2 separate regions of the Salmo salar genome follow, and region 1 is linked to region 2. Evidence: chromatin contacts called from public Hi-C data. All regions are on one chromosome and are shown on one strand. Each heading gives the region's core, a stretch centred on a gene start, on an enhancer-like site or on the middle of the called end of the contact. The rest is flanking DNA. Distances are from core to core; before and after follow the strand shown.

Evidence for each region. A called contact is a pair of places that touch in the nucleus more often than the background predicts.
Region 1: a contact with region 2 is called in a Hi-C map of muscle, with 3 times the contacts expected there. The contact joins the promoter of LOC106599287 here to the promoter of LOC106599295 in region 2. A contact is called at or near these places in 2 of 3 Hi-C or Micro-C datasets (gill and muscle).

What each region holds. Positions count from the first base shown.
Region 1 is chrssa03:27,385,490-27,392,196 of Ssal_v3.1, reverse strand. It overlaps LOC106599287 (biliverdin reductase A), which reads right to left and starts at 4,738. Exons shown (of 7, transcript XM_014190446.2): 1 at 4,644-4,738; 2 at 3,848-3,972; 3 at 3,385-3,504. The coding sequence starts at 3,966.
Region 2 is chrssa03:27,232,749-27,239,597 of Ssal_v3.1, reverse strand. It overlaps LOC106599295 (zinc finger CCHC domain-containing protein 2), which reads left to right and starts at 5,472. Exons shown (of 14, transcript XM_045716027.1): 1 at 5,472-6,454. The coding sequence starts at 5,663.

The DNA of each region.
Region 1 (6,707 bases), core at 3,489-5,988, 150 kb before region 2:
ATTTTCTATGGGATTAAGGTCTGGAGACCTTAATGTGCTTCTACTTGAGCCACTCCTTTGTTGCCTTGGCTGTGTGTTTTGGGTCATTGTCATGCTGGAATACCCATCTACAACCCATTTTCAATGCCCTGGCTGAGGGAAGGAGGTTCTCACCCAAGATTTGACGGTACATGGCCCCGTCCATCGTCCCTTTGATGCAGTGAAGTTGTCCTGTCCCCTTAGCAGAAAAACACCCCCAAAGCATAATGTTTCCACCTCCATGTTTGACGGTGGGGATGGTTCTTGGGGTCATAGGCAGCATTCCTCCTCCTCCAAACACGGTGAGTTGAGTTGATGCCAAAGAGCTCCATTTTGGTCTCATCTGACCACAACACTTTCACCCAGTTGTCCTCTGAATCATTCAGATGTTCATTGGCAAACTTTAGACGGGCATGTATATGTGCTTTCTTGAGCAGGGGGACCTTGCGGGCGCTGCAGGATTTCAGTCCTTCACGGCGTAGTGTGTTACCAATTGTTTTCTTGGTGACTATGGTCCCAGCTGCCTTGAGATCATTGACAAGATCCTCCCGTGTAGTTCTGGGCTGATTCCTCACCGTTCTCATGATCATTGCAACTCCACGAGGTGAGATCTTGCATGGAGCCCCAGGCCGAGGGAGATTGACAGTTCTTTTGTGTTTCTTCCATTTGCGAATAATCCCACCAACTGTTGTCACCTTCTCACCAAGCTGCTTGGCGATGGTCTTGTAGCCCATTCCAACCTTGTGTAGTTCTACAATCTTGTCCCTGACATCCTTGGAGAGCTCTTTGGTCTTGGCCATGGTGAAGAGTTTGGAATCTGATTGATTGATTGTTACCTGTATAAAAGACAACTGTCCACAGAAGCAAACTGAGATTAGGAGCACTCCCTTTAAGAGTGTGCTCCTAATCTCAGCTCGTTACCTGTATTAAAGACACCTGAGAGCCAGAAATCTTTCTGATTGAGAGGGGGTCAAATAATTATTTACCTCATTAAAATGCTAATCAATTTATAACATTTTTGGCATGCGTTTTTCTGGATTTTTTTGTTGTTATTCTTGTCTCTCACTGTTCAAATAAACCTACCATTAAAATTATAGACTGATCATTTCTTTGTCAGTGGGCAAACATACAAAATCAGCAGAGGATCAAATAATTTTTTCCCTCACTGTATCCTCTATGAAAAAGCTGTTCTCAATAACATTTCATGGCTTTTTTCCCTTTACAGTATGAAGGGCAGTTCCTGCTGTTCCATTTAGACAATTAGCCTGGAACTGTCTACCAGTGAAACATGATGGCCATGTTCTAAACACCCTCATTAACCAGCCTAAAATAACTCTCCATTCTTTAATAGCCCATCTCTGCACACTCTGTACATTTAGCAGTGAGAGAGAGAAAAAAAAAACAATTTCTGTGTTTTTTCGCTACAGTTCGCAGTCATAAAGAGAGCCATTAGAGAGCTGTAGCCTTGGTGGTCCTCTCCAGGGTTTGAGTGCTGTACATCAAAACAGCTACACGGAAATGTTTCTTACAGAAGAAATATGAAATGCATATGACGCATAAGCATGGTAGCAATTAAAAGGGTTTTTGAAAAATTAAAGGAGAGCCGCACACTCTAGGAGCTCAGATGCAATAATTTAATAACCAACGTTTCGACAGACAAGCTGTCTTCATTAGGGTATAATGACAAACTCTGCGGGGTGACTAGTTTATATAGTGTCAAAGGACACACACAGGTGTCTGTAATCACGGCCGGGTGTGGCCTGATATCATTGGTTCATTCTCATATATTAAAATAGCATTCAAAAAACTTAAATTAATAGCATACGATCATATATACAATTTGGCTACATAAGCCTACAAACATTTACAATAGCAAAATCACAATAATCACAAGTATGGCTTCAGGTCAAAGTCTACGTTGAGACTGAAGGGAGCAGGGGTCTTTAAATGAAAGATCCAGGCAGCCTCTCGTTTTAACAATAAATTGTCGAGGTCACCCCCTCTCCTAGGGAGGGTGACATGTTTGATGCCAATATAACGTAGGGACAAAATCGAGTGGTTTGCTTCCAAAAAAGTGGGCCGCAATTGGGTAAGTCGAGTTTTTGCACCCAATGGTGCTACGATGCTCCGAGATTCGTACTTTTAATTCGCACTTTGTTTTACCCACATAATTTTTACCATAAGGACAAGTTATAAGATAAATAACTGCCTTAGTGGAGCACGTGATAACAACTTTGATTTGGATCTGTTTCCTTGTTTGGGGGTGTTTGAAGGATCTACATTTATAAGTGCCATTGCATTGAGCATAGCCATTACACTGGTAGTTTCCATCCAGTAGGGGCGCAAATAGACTTTGTGCAGGGACATCTTGGGGTGGTAAATCAGACTTTACCAGTTGATCTCTGAGATTTCTGCCCCACGAGAATACGACCAAGAGAGGGTCCGAAAACACATTACCGATACTGTCATCGGATCTTAGAACGTGCCAATGTTTGTGAACGATTCCCTTAATTTGTTCAGAGCACTTTGAATATCGGGTAGTTAGAACGCAAGAATGCTTCTTTTTGCGAGACTGACCTTGAAAAAGGTAATGTCTTGTTTTATTTTGAATTTTCTCAATGGCAGTATTAATCTGACCATTTTTGTACCCCCTCTCCTTGAATTTTATTTGCGTCTCAGTCATATTTCTGTCGAAATCTGATAGTTTTTTGCACATTCTTTTGATTTGGCAGAATTAGCTGTAGGGCAAACTGTTTTTCAAGGGAAGTGGGTGACAATAATTCAAAGGGAAGTTTGAAAATTATGGTAAAATTATTAGACTAAAGGTGAGGACACAACAGTTCACCTGACAAGATTGAATCCAAACATTACACTGTTGATTTTATGTGGATTGTACATGTAATATAACATTGAATTTACTGTGTCACAATATGTCTCAATGCTGTATAATATATAGCTTATAAACTAGAACTGTTAAATCTAATCAAATTGTATTGATCACATACACATATTTAGCTGATGTTATTGCGGGTGTAGCGAAATGCTTGTGTTCCTAGCTCCAACAGTTTGTCTGAGGGTTTAGTAAATGGGCCAGGTTCAATGAATGGTTAATTAACGTACAGTTTTTACACCGAGATGGAGCCTCAGTGGACTGAGAAAGAAAGAAAATAGTGTACTGAGGATTGATACAGACAATATACGTGTTCTAGTGCTGTCTCCTAGTGGTGATTTGTAACATGGTGAAAATATAGCTCTTGTGTACGAGCATTTCAGATAGAAACAAAACTGACGAAGGGATAGCTAAACAACTACCACAGAGGACTATAATAGAGATATGTGGTCAGTGAGAGATAGAAAGCATTTTACCTGATGTTTTCCTCATGGGCAGCGTTTTCGGTGCACACGAAAGCCACCTTTATGTCGTCCCGGCTCAGGGCATCCTCAACAGTGATTTGTTTCACTCCCTGCTGCTCCTCCAGGATCCTCCTATGGAAAGACAACACCAGAGTCATATTCACTACGGAAAAATTGCTTTGAAATAGAGTCACATTGTTTGCTACAGTATGCAGGACCGAGCTGCTGATTCTGTGACCGAGTACAGGTCACAGGACAGTGACTATATATCTATTTAATATGTGCAGTGCAACAAAGTTAATTGCACTGCACATATAATAAAAAAGCACTAAAATCAAGGTATTATTTCAGTGTGCGAATTTTACCATTGTTTTTTTAACACCAGTTGTTCCTGCCAAAACCAGCACATGGACCTAGACACACTGCTGTGCACAGCGTGTCCAAAAAAACTATGAGATGAGTCTTGGTGCCTCACCTGGATATGAAGCCTTTGACACTGAGCTTCTCAGCTGCGCTGGAGGGCAGAGGGGCTAGCATGTCCCTGATCCTCACCAAGCCTGCCGTCCCAATGCCAACCACCACTGAACCAAACATGTCTGACTGCAAAGAGATGGAGTCAGAGCTTATCAACTGTGCACTCTGCATAAAGACCCAAGACAAGTTCTGGACAGAGATTCGAAGGAACACAGCAATGTTTTTCTGTATAGTTTTGTTAGTTAAAAAATATGGCAACTGCCATCAATGGAGAATTTGACGATTCTAAATATTTATATGGATTAACTAAATAAATCTGTCTTAAAACTGTTGGATCTGTTTGAATTTACAGAAGTGAAACATGGTGGTTGGGAAGGAAATGGTTAGAAAGAAACCACCCTGTTTCACTTCTGTAAATTCAGACAGATCCAACAGTTTTAATACAGATGTATTTAGTTAATCCATATAAATATCTTGAATCGTCACATTCTCCATTGATGGCAGTTGCCATATTTTTTAACTAACAAAACTATACAGAAAAACAATGCCTTACACAAAGTAACTTGAAACTAGACCAATGACCAGGAAATTCATAATTGACATAATAATGATAAGTATATGATCTAACATGACATCAACAATGTTGCAATGCAGGTAACAATGCTGTCCTCGTTGAATGAGTAGCTAGTTCCGTACTGAATTTAAACTGCTTTAAATTCAAGCTTGATTTCCTTACCAACCCTTTTCTGAATTGCCTTTGAGGACCCTTGTCTCGTTGAAGTGAATAAAATGCTTACGTTAAACAAAGTAATCGACTCTCTTGCCCCGGTGATATAACTTTCATAACCAGCTCACGTGTTTTTTTTTTTTTTACTGCTTGCGTGTGACGTCCATATAACGCGGTGATTGGTGAATCAAGTCTACTCACGTGATGGACGTCTCGTCGGAAGTTATGTGGTTTGCTTTTTTTTGTTGTTGTTATAAAACAAATACAGACCTGCTATGACACTAGGTAATTATGATATTTTCGTTTCTTTACACATAATGTCCACGAATGTTTAGATATATGTATGTGATGGTTTATGCAACAATATATGGCGACTCCCATGGCAGCATGAATGTCCTCAGTTTAACTAAGGGTGTTATCACATGGTCCCTTACAGACAATTTGTGTGAACTCAGTGCGGTTGGCTTAGTTTTTTGTGTGCAGTGTGAACACTCCAAAGGAACTCAGACCCTGAAACGAGCCTAAGTGAAAAACATCATGAGAGGTTGACTGAGTTCGGTTGGCTTGAATTCCGCTGTCCGGTTCCCTTTTTTAGGTCATTGTGAACACAAAACTCCCCAGGTTCTCTTGTCATTATTCCCGCACTACACTACTGCAACACCATTAACCCCTGCCATAGCCCCTCACATTAGTGCCACAAAATTCCGATTTTAGTTCAGATTATTTGTTTGCAATATGTGATCTATAGGCTAAGAGAGCTTCATTAACTGTTAATTCGATTGTGGCGTTTGAATAGTGTGAGTAGACGACAACATGTTTGGTAAGAATCGCAACATATGGTAAAAAAATATATTCTAGCTCTTAAAGGGGCAGTAGCCTAAATTGGCTGTAAAATTGTCAATTACAGCATTATTTAATCTGCAGTTATTCTTCTATTTATTCTGTTACCAATAATATTTACATGTTAATAGTATCTTCTGATTACAATTATGATGTGTCACTTTTGAAATAAATGCAATCAATATATTAGCTTCCAAAATGTAAGTAGGTATAAGGTATATCTAGCTGTCTGATAATACAGTCTGATGGAATGGCTTGTTCTGCACTTTGTAAAAACCCACAGTGCATTGATTGAATGTTGGAAAAAGATCTTGGTTCCTTTCTAAACATAGCAATGTGAATGCAAAGGGGACTCGGACCACAAAATAGGTGAAGTACATTGGCAAAAGAGTTTCAGTCCTCGTTCAAAGGTAAGGGCGGTGTGAATACAAAGAGAACTGAGAACTTTGCCTTTTTTTTCTACCCCAGAGTTCACTTGAAACAGGACTGAGGTCGGTTATATTAAAGAGGCCTATGTGTGAAAACACCCTAAATGTCTATGGTTTATATACGGTCTATGGTTAAGACTTCTTTAGTCCTTACCTAGATGAAGGCCTGAAATCTATTTTAAAAGTACTGAATTTCTTATTAATTTAATTTCGTTGTAATAGTCTTCGAACAAAATGCTTACACTGGACTACAGGAAAGCTTTGCTGGAACGAATTTCCTACGCTGTCTGCTACAGTGCTGTCCTTGGTTGCGCTTATCTTCGACGGCTGTAATTGCACTTTGAATACACCAGATGGCGATGTTGCCACAAGAATCCCAAGGTGTTGACCCTGAAATTAATATGGAGATCATTTTTATAAATACATTGTAAATCTGTACATGTGAGTTCTTCAATGGGTTTTCAGTGTTCTATTGTGTTAGACTACTTCAATCTTGGTCTTTGCTGGTGTTCTCTGGGTCTGATAGTCAACACTGTGGATTCGGGCCTATTCCGACTCGGCATCGACTCAGACTCGGGGGACTTCATACGGGCCGAGCTCTTCCCGAGTCCGGCGGAATCATATTAGGCTACTGGGGTTCTGGCTAATGGTACTCGGGCTGAGTACACTTCATCATATCTGGACCGATTAACTTTTTCAGAAGTAGGCCATATGAGGTTTCTATTAGGCAGGTGATGGAAGAATAAAGAAAAAAACGATTTAATGTAATAATTTCACCAAGAATATGCTGGGTCATTTGCATGCTAAAATTCGGCCCATTAGGCTATTACATGGAGAAGGACCGTAGAGAATCTATGCTATAAATT
Region 2 (6,849 bases), core at 4,223-6,722:
GTGGTCCCATGGTGTTTATACTTGCGTACTATTGTTTGTACAGATGAACGTGGTACCTTCAGGCATTTGGAAATCGCTCCCAAGGATGAACTAGACTTGTGGAGGTCTACAAATCTTTTTCTGAGGTCTTGGCTGATTTCTTTTGATTTTCCCATTATGTCTAGCAAAGAGACACTGAGTTTGAAGGTAGGCCTTGAAATACATCCACAGGTACACCTCCAATTGACTCAAATGATGTCAATTAGCCTATCAGAAGCTTTTAAAGCCATGACATCATTTTCTGGAATTTTCCAAGCTGTTTAAAGGCACAGTCAACTTAGTGTATGTAAACTTCTGACCCATTGGAATTGTGATACAGTGAATTATAAGTGAAATAATCTGTCTGTAAACAATTGTTGGAAAAATGACTTGTGTCATGCACAAAGTAGATGTCCTAACCGACTTGCCAAAACTATAGTTTGTTAACCTCTCTCGGGCAGGTGGGATGCTAGCGTCCCACCCACGGGACACACGATTCAACAGCCAGTGAAAAATCAGAGTGCCAAATTCAAAACATCAAAATGTCATCATTCAAAGTTCTCAAACACACGACTATTTTACACCTTTTTAAAGGTACACTTCTCCTTAATGTAACCACATTGTCCGATTTCAAAAAGTCTTTACGGCGAAAGCATAAAGTTAGATGATGTTAGGACAGGTACAACACAAGAAAAACCACACAGCCATTTTCCAAGCAGGAGACTGGTCACAAATACCAGAAATTCAGCTAAAATTAAGCACTAACCTTTGACGATCTTCATCAGATGACACTCCTAGGACTCAATGTTAGACAATACATGTATGTTTTGTTCGATAAAGTTCATATTTATATCCAAAAACAGCATTTTACATTGGCGCGTGATGTTCAGAAAATATTTTGCCTCCAATACTGCCGGTGAATCAGCACAACAATTTACAAAAATACTAATCATAAACGTTGATAAAATATTAAACTGTTATTCAAAGAATTTTAGATAACCATCTCCTTTATGCAACCGCTGTAACAGATTTCAAAAAAGTTTCACGGGGAAAGCACACTTTGCAATAATCTGAGTACGGCGCTCAGAAACATACACTAGGCAATACAGATACCCGCCATTTTGGAGTCATCTAAAATCATAAATAGCATTATAAATATTCACTTAGCTTTGATGATCTTCATCAGAAGGCACTTCCAGGAATCCCAGGTCCACAATAAATGTTGTTTTGTTCGATAAAGTCCATAATTTATGTCCAAATACCTCCTTGTTGTTTGCGCGTTCAGTAAGCTACTCCAAATGTAGGAAGCGCGGCCAAAATTTCACGACGAAAAGTTTAAAAAAAGTTATATTTACGCTTGTTGAAACATGTCAAACGTTGTATAGCATCAATCTTTAGGGCCTTTTTAACATAAAACGTCAATAATATTCCAACCGGATGATTCCAATGTCTTGAAAAACGTTTTGGAACACAGCTACCTCTCACGTAAATGCGCGCCAATGAACTCATGTCCTTTCCTGAGTCACCAACTTCCCGGCCTTCTTGATCGCTCTCTGTTCACTGCAAAAGCCTGAAACTAGGTTCTAAAGACTGTTGACATCTAGTGGAAGCCTTAGTAAGTGCAAAATGAACCCTAAGTCACTGTGTGTTGGATAGGCAATGACTTGAAAAGACTACAAGCACCAGATTTCCCACTTCCTGGTTAGATTTTTCTCAGGTTTTTGCCTGCCATATGAGTTATGTTATACTCACAGACATCATTCAAACAGTTTTAGAAACTTCAGATTTGTTCTATCTAAATCTACTAATAATATGCATATCCTACTTTCTGAGTCTGAGTAGGAGGCAGGTTAATTTGGGCACGTTTTTCATCTGAACCTGAAAATACTGCCCCCTATCCCTAAGAGGTTTTAACTCTTTCTCCTCTCCCTCCAGATGAAATTCTGCATCTAGTGACTTCTGATTACCCAATAATCTGCACACTCATCCCATCCCCTCCATCTCATTGCATCCTCTAAAGCTGCTATTATTGTCATGTTGTCATTATCTGCTAATAAAGTTTGCTAGCCGTATCATACTGGGCATATAATATGTGAGATACACAGATGAACTAAAAACACTAGCACTGCAAACACTCAGAACAAAGAAAGCAGCACTGCCTGGACTTCGCAGTCTCCCTCTTCAAGTCCCCCTTCCAAGACTGCCTGTTGAGAATAAGTGACAGGCAGAACCTCCCAATCACACAGCACCGACCTCTTTATTCCACACACCAGAATTAAGTATTGCAGTCTGATTGCCATGTGAGTGTACAAAACATAATCTGTGAAAATAAATTAATACTCTACTCAGCAAACTGGATGCAGTCTATCACAGTGTCATCCGTTTTGTCACCAAAACCCCATATACCATCCACCACTGCAACCTGTATGCTCTAGTTGGCTGGCCCTCGCTACATATTTGTCGCCAGACCCACTGGCTCCAGGTCATCTATAAGTCTATGCTAGGTAAAGCTCCGCCTTATCTCAGCTCACTGGTCACGATAACAACACCCACCCGCAGCATGCACTCCAGCAGGTATATCTCACTGGTCATCCCCAAAGCCAACACCTCTTTGGCCGCCTTTCCTTCCAGTTCTCTGCTGCCAATGACTGGAATGATTTGCAAAAATCGCTGAAGCTGGAGACTTAACTAACTTTAAACATCAGCTATCTGAGCAGCTAACTGATCCCTGCAGCTGTACATAGCCCATCTGTAAACAGCCCACCCAATCTACCTACATCATCTCCATATTGTTTTTATTTACTTTCTGCTCTTTTGCACACCAGCATTTCTACTTGCACATCATCATCTGCTCATCTATCACTCCAGTGTTAATTTGCTAAATTGTAATTACTCCACTACTATGGCCTATTTATTGCCTTACCTCCTCACGCCATTTGCACACACTGTATATAGACTTTCTTTTTTTTCTATTGTGTTATTAACTGTACGCTTGTTTATTCCATGTGTAACTCTGTGTTGTTGTTTGTGTCGCACTGCTTTGCTTTATCTTGGCCAGGTCACAGTTGTAAATGAGAACTTGTTCTCAACTAGCCTAAATGGTTAAATAAAGGTGAAAAAAAAAGTTTTAAAAAAAAATGACAACTGTACCAAAAAACGATCATTGTTTATGTATTAAAATCTTAAATATTGGCAGGGTGGCTTTCACAGCTGTTTCATAAGGTGTTCATTATTGTAAGTTGTAAAGGTATCATTTGATGGTATTTATTCGTTCCACATTATTCATTGTTGTATCCTATGACCTACAATAGTTACATATACATATATATATATATTCAACCACAAGGGTGTACTAATAGATAGAAAACAATGAATCATAATAGAGGACTACTGAAATTATATTATTTCAGTGTAGACAAGGGAAGGGCAGATTAAAATTAAAACATTACAGCAAGACAAACCAGTGTATGAATCAAATGGATTTTGATATGAATGGAGTGGAAATTAGCTGACTTCGTGATCTGTAAGGTAAGTAACTTAATGTGTCAAGCAGATTACACGTTGTCTTTGCCATTTAGCAACATTTAGACATGGATTTCATGTTGTAATGTTAACAAGGTACCAAAAAGTAGTTAGAATTTATGTTTTCATTTTATTAGCTAAACAAAACTTGTTGCATAGCGATGATGAAAAGAACGTCATTTAGGCTGTAATGATATCCACAATTCTAATCATTAGGACATCACACCGTTGATATAGCAACAGACGCTAATAGTTTATTGAATCCCATTGTGAAGTAGAGTGGGACACTATTTGGCATGACAGGCCCCCAAAAGGCTAGGGCTGGCACTGACTGCATGTGTGGGTATGTACAGTATTTGGGTATGCAAACCTGCGAGCACCTCATGATGAGTTCAGATTTTTTGTGGCCCCCATCCTCATCAAAATTGCCCATCCCTGGTATTCACAGTGTTTGCTGTAATCTACTGTCTGTAGCAAAGTACAGGCCCCTAGTGGATTGTAATGAAATACCGCCATCTGTTGACAAAGATAAGAAAACTCGTGCATAATACCACACAAATTCTTTACATTAATTAATCTAACTACAGTATATGACAACTAAATTACAGATAGAACAATGGGCCAGATATTAAAAACGGATGTAATGTAGCATCTGGTTGGCGTTTCCACTAACTACCAAATATGGTGATGAGAGGAAGCCCAGTGGCTGGCAGTGTAAGAAGATGGAGTGAGATGGATTTTGGCTGACATTCTGCTAATTGTATCATCAATGAAACATTTGATCCCCATACAGTTCTGTTTCCAAAACTAGAATCTATAACAAACAGAGTGGACGGCGTTTTGTAGACTTAGCCTTTGCCAAAGTCTCATAGAATTACGTTGTTTAGAAAGAGTACACGAGAATGGAGTTATTGCACATGCGTACTTCACAGAGCAGGCGTTCCATAACGGAAATATGCAAGTCGGTGTTAGAACGCGCCAATAGGATCTCACTAGTAGCTCCTGTTTGGCTTTACCTCCTTACTTGTTCTGCCCACAATGATTAATTTGATCACATTGGAAACGTCTATAATGGGTTACTTATAAAACATATTTGACTATATCGTGTGCAATCTAGAGATAGCCAGCTTGTAGTCCTAAAAAACGTAAATTATTTACCTCTGGTTCGTTCAGAAATTCTTATCGGCAAAATGAATGGGGAAAGAATAGGGGTTTGGAATAAACGCTGAAAATACGGTCTGAGGTTAACACAGGTTTATGAGATTTTATAGGATTTGTTCTATAAGACAATCAGCCAGTTAACATAACCATTGTAAATTATGAAGCCTTTATGTATTTTGTGTTTTTTTCATAAATGCTTAAACATTTTAAAAGTTACGATCGGGGCGGCAGTTAGACTAGTGGTTAGAGCGTTGGGCCAGTAACCGAAAGGTTGTTAGAACGAATCCCTGAGCTGACATGCTAATAATCTGTCGTTCTGCCCCTAAACAAGACAGTTAACCCACTGCTCCCAGGTCGTCATTGTAAATAAGAATTTGTTCTTCACTGACTTGCCCTGTTAAATTAAGTTAAAACATATATTTTTTTAAATCTCAGAACCGAAGCTGGATTCCTTCTAGCCGTGACCGAGTTGGTGCCTACAAAAAGACGCCATTACTCTCTCTATTGTGTAAATATTTCAGTGAATTGCACTTCACAGTTTCATGCAATTAAATATAGAATATCGAATGAAATCGAATATTATAGAATAACAATCCATTGTGACAGCACTGACACATTTAGTAAAAAAAAATGAATGTTTTTACATTAATGAGAGAAAGTGACTTCGGTGACCTCTGGTAAACGCACCCTTGTCACGACCCGGTACCGGGTGGGATGAAGTTAGGACCCAGCAGTTTGATGAACGATGGGAGGAGTCAACTATGGGATTTTCGAGTGGTACAGTCAGTGCATGAAAATGAGTTACTGAGCCAGCTATACATAATCTCAACATTTCATTTCCATCTAATATCACATAAATACAACTCCACAGCAGTGTACAGATGCGAACGGAGCGAGTATGTAATTCTCCGATACGTTTGAATGAATTGATAATCGCTAACAAGTCCTGTCAGAGTTGATCATGCTGAAAATTAAATTGCCCATGCGAACGGCGGAGGAAGAATACCATACCGTCGAAGACGAGCAGGAAAATACCGATTACAACAGTCTCACTATTGATTCGATTTCGTACCGTGGTGTGAGCCACCGGTTCAAGGATTCAACGAGGGAATCGTGTCGCCTGTCGCAAATTGACAAGGAGACGGTGTTTGAGTGGTTCGGCTTGCACCTCAACCCAGCAAAGCGGATAGAGTTTATGTACGGAATACTTCATATGTGTCAACCACTTGAGCTTCGCTTTTTCGGATCCTGCCTTGAGGACCTTGCACGGAAAGATTTCCACGTCTTCCGAGACTTTGAGATAAGGGCGAACAGTCAAACTGACTTGGGCCTCCTTATGGACGTTGCCGACCCTGTCGTGCGTTCCAAACTACTTGTCTACCTGTCACTTTTGAGATCTGAAAACAGAGAATGCGCGGGCACACTTTATCGTGCTTTGAACCATATGGACCCAGCGCTGTACTTGAATACTTATCATGGCGTTCCAGTATCTCCACGTGGGAGCGCTCAGAATGTACCTGATCAACATTCCCCTCGCGATGGCGGAATGAAGTCCGGGAGATTGGAGCATCCCAGTGGGCCTCCACTGGAGGCAGAGTCGGGTTCCCTGGAGCACTTGGCGCTGCTTTTCACCATGGCCTCGCTGCACCCGGCGTTCTCTTTTCACCAGAGGGATACTGCCAGGCACCAGTTGGACAATGTGGAACGGGCCATAGAGGAGAGAAGGTATTGCCACAACCGCCCGAGCGTCCAGGTAAGCATCACATTGACAGCTTAAGTGCGTCTCAAGAGTGAATCCAAAGGGGCCTCCTCACCTTACCTCCTCTCCTTAGCTCAACTCATTACCTCACTTCTTATTGTCACTGAGCAGGTGAAAGGCTCCCATCGCATTTATTATCCTGTGCCATTAGATCAGTGCAGGTGAGGAAACGAGAAGAAAGCCAGTGAAGGCTTTGCTACTGTAGACTATTGAAATGCACCCACCCCCTTGGGGAGCCCTGGTACTTATGATGTTGACAAGTCCGCAGGGGGCGTTCCCCAGTAAAACTTTCACCTGACTTTTACTTTGACAATAATTAATTAGGTAGGTAGTACTTAAACAAGAATAACCTGTTTTTTACTGGCCACCTAGATCATAGGAATGAACAG